Regions from separate parts of the Mus musculus genome. Here region 2 is linked to region 1. Evidence: chromatin contacts called from public Hi-C data. All regions are on one chromosome and are shown on one strand. Each heading gives the region's core, a stretch centred on a gene start, on an enhancer-like site or on the middle of the called end of the contact. The rest is flanking DNA. Distances are from core to core; before and after follow the strand shown.

Region 1 (3,034 bases), core at 157-2,656:
CATGGCAGACAGACACAGCTATACACAGAGAAGTTAGGAAAGAGCTAACGGCCATATAGATTTAGGAGGTGTTCAAGTACTGCTTTTTTTTTTTTCTTTACTTATTGAGACAGAGTCTCATGTAGCAGGGGCTGGCCTTCATGTAGCTGAGGCAGACTTATAAGCTTCTGAATCCCCTGCCTCGACCTCCCAAGTGCAGGGATTTAAAGGTATATGCCGCCATATTTGGTTTATGTGTGGTAATTGGGGATGGAGTCCAGGGTTATATGCACGCTAGGCTGAGCTACAAACTCCTTTAAAAACTTTTAATCAGAGCTAAGAATGACTGCGAAGTGAGTCTGTATTCCGGAGTGACTCCAAGGTTGTTAGATGACTTTGTGAAGGCACACTGACTCTTGACTGTCCTCACAGGAGATGGACTCAGATGTCCTCTCTCTTCCTATCCTTCAGGTCTTTATGGAAAGGTGTGTGTTCTACTCAACCTTGATTTTCAAGAATCAACACCAGTAGTTTTTACACTCTCTGAGGAAGCCCAAGTACAGAGCAGGCCCCTAAGTGCCAAGTCCACATATCTGCTTTTCTAAGTTCATTTTCCTAGCCATCCTCTCTTCGCTCAGCTTCACCTCCTCCATCTGCCCTTCCCTTCACCACAGCACCCTGCCAGTCCCAAGCTTCTCCAGTCTTTTTCCTTCAACCCCGCCCGCATTCAAACTCCACCTTCTAGAGCAACAACTTTTAACTCAGAGCCTCTACTCTCTCTCTTCAAACTATTCTACTGAAATGTGATTTTTGCCAAAGCCATCCACTATCTCTATCAACATCCTAAATGCCAAGAGTATTTCTGAGTCCTTACGCTATCTGTCAGTCAGAACAGCACTCAGTAGCTACTGAGCACCCGCATGCCAACATGGTATTCTATATGTCAGAGATGTCAGCTAAGTTTCTTAAGCTGACGCTGTGTGCAGACGCACACTGGCTGGAGAACGGCAGGTGGTATTCAAACCTCAGTCCTGAAGCCCAGGCTCAGCTACAGCTTGCTTCTTCCCTTGCTTGCCTCCCTCCTCTCTGCCTTGCCGAGTACTTCTCTTGTGTGTAGTCTTAAACACTGACATTGGCAGGATTCTGTCCTTGCCTGTTTGTCCCTGGGATGCTCACATGTCTTGGTGCAAAGGAAGCTCCAATTCCCCAAATTTTAAAAGAAGTCCAAAAAAATCCAGAAACTGATTCATTCTGGAACACGGGATGTCTGGAAGTTCAATAAAAGTCACCATTCTTCAGGAACTTGTGGAGCTAGATCCTTCTAGCAAAAGGTTGTAAACTTTACACCAGGCCAACTGTGATCCTTACCCTCAATCCCACACCTCAAGCTCCAACGCTTCTGAAGCTAGAAACCCGGCAAAGATGTTCCAGATGAGGTAACAGGACAGCTTATTTAGAACAGAGTGCAAACACGTGCTCCTTTTTAACTAACAGAAAGTACTGGATCAGACTTTCAAGCAACTTTTTTGGCTATTTCCATTTCTGTCTTCATTTGTTTGTACATGTGTTTGTGTTTAATTTTTGCATTTTGTTGCCACTATTTCATGTGCAATGTATTAGGAACATTGGCTCATGAAAAATATTACTAGAAAAAAAAACTAACTTTATTTGACCATAACTTTTATAAAAAAGATAAGCAAAATTAAAGGGAAATGTGACAGTTGACACCATATTGTGCAATAAAATGTTTTCCAAACATTCTGGCAAGGTTTGCTCGGTTCTGACTGAGGAGACAGCCTGAGCGCGAGCAGGACGGATGACTGTGTGTGACAGTCTACTTTACCCTTTTACAAGGTCTCTGCTTAAACTTAATTTGCGTTACGAAAGAAAAATACAAAATTCTTTGATTTTAATACACATAAAACATAAATAAAAGCTATGAAAGAGCATTTTCAAGGGCTGGAACAATGTTTCAGCCGTCAAGAACATTGGCTGCTCCTCCCGAAGCCAGATTCAACCGTCAGCGTATACATGGCAGCTTACAACCATCTGCAACTCTCGTTCCAGCAGATTTGACACCCTCTTCTGGCCTTTGCAGGAACACACATGGAACACAGACACATATAAATGTGAAACCCTTACACACGTGGGTTCTGTTAGAATTCCAATTGCTTTTTTTTTTCAGGCATGCCTGTCTTTCCTTCACCTTAAAAAGTTTTATTATAAATGGTTTCATTTCTTAGAGTAAAATTTTGATTGCTAGTTAAAATACATTGCATTTTATCCTTTAAAACAATTTGTTATCAATACCCTATACAGCAATAATATAATATCCAGAGCGAGGACATGACCCCATGATAACACCCTCAGAAACACCTAGACGGAGGTACAAATAATCCTATGTCACAGAGAAATGAATCGAGGGGTTTTCAAGAAAGGTGGCTATTCCCCAAAGTGATGCTACTAAAAAGGAGCAAAGCAACCCTTGGTATCTTTCTGTTCTAGAGAGCGTAATTGTGAACAATGGGCCGGTTTTGTTAAATCCAGAGCACTTTAAGGCTGAATAAACAGAAGGAACAGAGCTAAGGTGAAGATTCAGCAAATGACTGACTTCTGAGAAGCAAGATGGTAAAGGAGACCTGGAGAGTTTCCAAAAGAAAGTAATTTCAACTGTTCTCATGCAACATTTCCCTTGCAAATTGTGTTATTAGTGTTTATGTATAAAGGGTTAGTGAACCCCTGGCTTCACTAATTTGAAACAGTCACCATGAAAGCTAAGTTTGCCGCTTTAAAGAACAACATGGCAGGTCTACTATCTAACCTGTCAATATCATTTCTAGGAATTAAAGTGGAACCCTACTAATTCTCAGATGTAAGTGTAGCTAATCAAGGAAGCCTCTCTTCACAGCAGATGGAGACCATCACACAAAGCACCACTGGACACAATGCAGAAGTCAACAGGTTGTGGGGCGCCAAGCACCAACAGACACAACTATTATCACAGTTTCTGAATCTATGGCTTAAGGAATATCTCAGAGGGAGGATCAGTAAGACT
Region 2 (3,034 bases), core at 147-2,646, 63 kb before region 1:
TGTTGTATTTACAAACAAACTCAAACCCATGCATTACAATTAATAGTGTGTGTTATGTAGACATTGTGTGTGTGTGTGTGTGTGTGTGTGTGTGTGTGAATATACATACATGTGTGTGGCTAAACTTGAATGTTATTTCTCAGGATCTTTCCACCATGTTTTGTGAGACACTGCCTTTCACTGGTTTGAAACACAATCTCTATTAGGAGGCTGGCTGCCCAGTTAGCCCTAGGGATTCACCTGTCTCCTCTCAGTGCTGGATTGCAAGTACAACCACCATCACAACTGGCTTCAAATATGCAAATGTATATGTGTGTGTGTGTGTGTGTGTGTGTGTGTGTGTGTGTGTGTGTGTGTTCTGGGCATCCAAACTCAGGGGTCGTGCTTGTACAAACAAGTACTTTGATGACTGAGCCATCTCCTTATCCTAACACTAACAATTCTATATAATTGCAGTCTAGTGCTACTGAATTTCTACACTGAGTATCATATGCTCCGCTACATGTCACAGAAATAGCTGAAAACAGATTGGGTTAGTTCCTCATGTCAGGGTCCTGCATTTCTAAAGTTAGGGAATAATATGACCTTCTTAATAAGTAAAATTACACCATCAATGAAACTTACACATTTTGACACAATAACATATGAAACAATTCATCCAAGTGATGAAATCTTTGGCAAAAGTGTTTTTATAAAGACATGTGTATTTCATACCAACTGAAAGCCACACTTTGACAATAGCACTGATAAAACATCGTTTGCATAAAGTAGCACCATTAACCGGCTAGAGTGCATCCTGCCTGATTCCCACTAGCCCATGAGGGCCACTAGCAGTCTTAAGTAGCCCAGAAAGTGCGTTCTGTTTGACAGTGCACTCCACCTGGGAAATCTCCAGGGTTTCTATCAAGGCCTTTGCTGCTAAAGGTGACTCAGCCACCTAGGAGCCAAAAACATAGGTCAGAAGATCAAAAGGACATGACCTCCTTGTAGGCTCAAAGGTCATGGGCAGCCAGGCAGTCCCAGGAGCAGGCTGAATGCTATGGTAACATCAAATGTGGGCTCCCAGCAGGCTACTTCCATTGTTTTGTCAATCTGAAATTATTTGGAACTTGCAAACTGCACAAAATATACAAATTACTATATGACAAATGGTGAATGCAATCTCTGCTTCTTTGAAAAGAATTCCCTGACACAGAACTTACACCATCCACAAAACAGTTTGCAGAGACAACGTCATCATGACAACAAATACAGGCAGATTCTAGATGCTGCACAATCATACAAAGGACTGTGTCTTACTAATATATGTTGGTTTCGTCCATACACAGTTCTGTGTTCTGGTGCTGGAGAAATGAGATGACCAGCATCTACGCATGAGGCAAATGTCCTTCGGGTTATTACCACCATCACCTTTCCCCTTTACTCTTGGCAACTATCTGACTTTATACAAATTACTCATCCAGATATAACAAACAGATGCCACTTTGCCAAGATGCTGGAAGAAAAGTATCATTCATCTGACAACAACCAAGACACACAGAGAATAACTCAGCTCTGTTTTCCCCCTCAACAATCATAAAACAAGCTTTTTAGCTTGCCTAGGTCACCTAATGTTCTACTTCCTGCTACTCCTGCTGACTCCTATCTGGAATGCCCAACCTTTTTCTAGGTGATATTTCAGGAAGAAGGTCATTAGAGTGATGGAAAAGGTGGGGAAGGCCAAAAGGCTCAGTGGCCTGGTGGTTGCAGAGGGGTAAAGGGAACGGTGTGAAGAAGTCGCTTCTCATGCATACACACTGTGTGGAACACAGTAGGTGCTTTCCACATATTCAAAGGATGAGCTACAGAACTTAGGTAACTAAGCACCAAAAGTTCTGTTTCCTAGACATTTACTCACTGAGTAAAAAGATAAGCTTCAAAGTCAGGATCTGTGAAGACACCATCTTCCAAATTATCTTATACAAAGAAGCTGGCGATAGTCCCAGAGTTTTATCAATTAGTTTTATCAATTTCCTTTACCTAATAAAGACAGGGCAAGAGGTTTCCAGTTCCTAGATAAAAGAGGAAGGAAGTAGAGGTGGTCTCCCATCTCCTGTGGTCAAGTCAGAGAAACTTTGGAGGCAGCTAGAGGACCCTCCCACCTTCCTTCACAGGCTAAGAGCGTAAAGAGGGAAACTGTTAGGATTCAGATGGGCATCTTGGGTATGCACGAAAAGAAGACATGGAAAACCACAGCTCTGCAGAAACCCAGTGTGCTCGGAATGAGTGGAAGAGAAGTGAGTTAAGGTGGGAGATAAAGAGCTGCCCAACAGCGGAGCAACTCACTCTAAAGCCAGTCAGCGAGCCAGACTGAGAACTTAGGAACATTCACTGCCCCAGAGAAAGAGAAGACAGCTATTGCTTTCACCTGGGTCGAGTATTAAGTCCTCAGAATCTGTCTCAATGGCAGAAGACGATAAAAGATTGCAGTAGAAAAATGACAGGAGGATGGACACAGCTCTCTCTCCTGTACCCTTCTCGGTGTGGTCAGAATCTAGTGTGGACCATAGTTCACAGAATAAACTATACAAGGAAGCTAAATCCATCCCCATAGCTTCAAAAAATAACCACTCCATAGTGATGTATGGAAATACAGACTTATAAAGATGTATGAGTCCCTCTTTTAAACAGAATTTCCTATAGGGATCCTTGATAGAGAAAATAACTTGGTAAACAACTTTAATGGCGCCTTAAACCCACAGAAACAATATACTTGTTTTACAATAATACAAAATAAGTCTAAGGGGGCTGATGATACGGCTCAGCTGTTAAGAATACCTGTTCTTCCAGCAGAGAACGCAGGTTCATTTCCCAACGCCTCCATGGTGATTCAGAACTACCCCCAGCTCTATAAGGGATCTGAAAGCATCCTCTGACTTCCACCAGCACCAAGTGTGCACACGGCATGCACACACGTGCACACACACAAAAACACACGTAGGAAAAACACTTATAAAAAATTTAAAAACACTTCTAAGAGAAAATATGGAAGATA

What was found. A called contact is a pair of places that touch in the nucleus more often than the background predicts.
Region 2: a Hi-C map of liver shows a contact between it and region 1, with 7 times the contacts expected there. The contact joins two enhancer-like sites. A contact is called at or near these places in 12 of 484 Hi-C or Micro-C datasets (adipose-derived mesenchymal stem cells, cerebellum, female germline stem cell-derived STRA8 germ cells and 5 more) and 3 of 115 datasets of contacts at active chromatin or transcription factors (effector CD8 T cells, microglia and pancreatic cancer cells).

What each region holds. Positions count from the first base shown.
Region 1 is chr17:50,556,778-50,559,811 of GRCm38.p6, reverse strand. All of the region lies in intron 1 of Plcl2 (phospholipase C-like 2), which reads right to left. Among named protein-coding and RNA genes, the nearest start is that of Plcl2, 49 kb to the right of the region's middle. Within about 2 kb of position 1,406, at least 11 of the 459 cell types and tissues checked have an H3K27ac peak or open chromatin away from gene starts, as enhancers often do. A contact at or near this core is called in liver, where this site is marked.
Region 2 is chr17:50,620,098-50,623,131 of GRCm38.p6, reverse strand. The region is part of intron 3 of Plcl2 (phospholipase C-like 2); the gene reads right to left. Among named protein-coding and RNA genes, the nearest start is that of Plcl2, 110 kb to the right of the region's middle. Within about 2 kb of position 1,396, at least 3 of the 459 cell types and tissues checked have an H3K27ac peak or open chromatin away from gene starts, as enhancers often do. A contact at or near this core is called in liver, where this site is marked.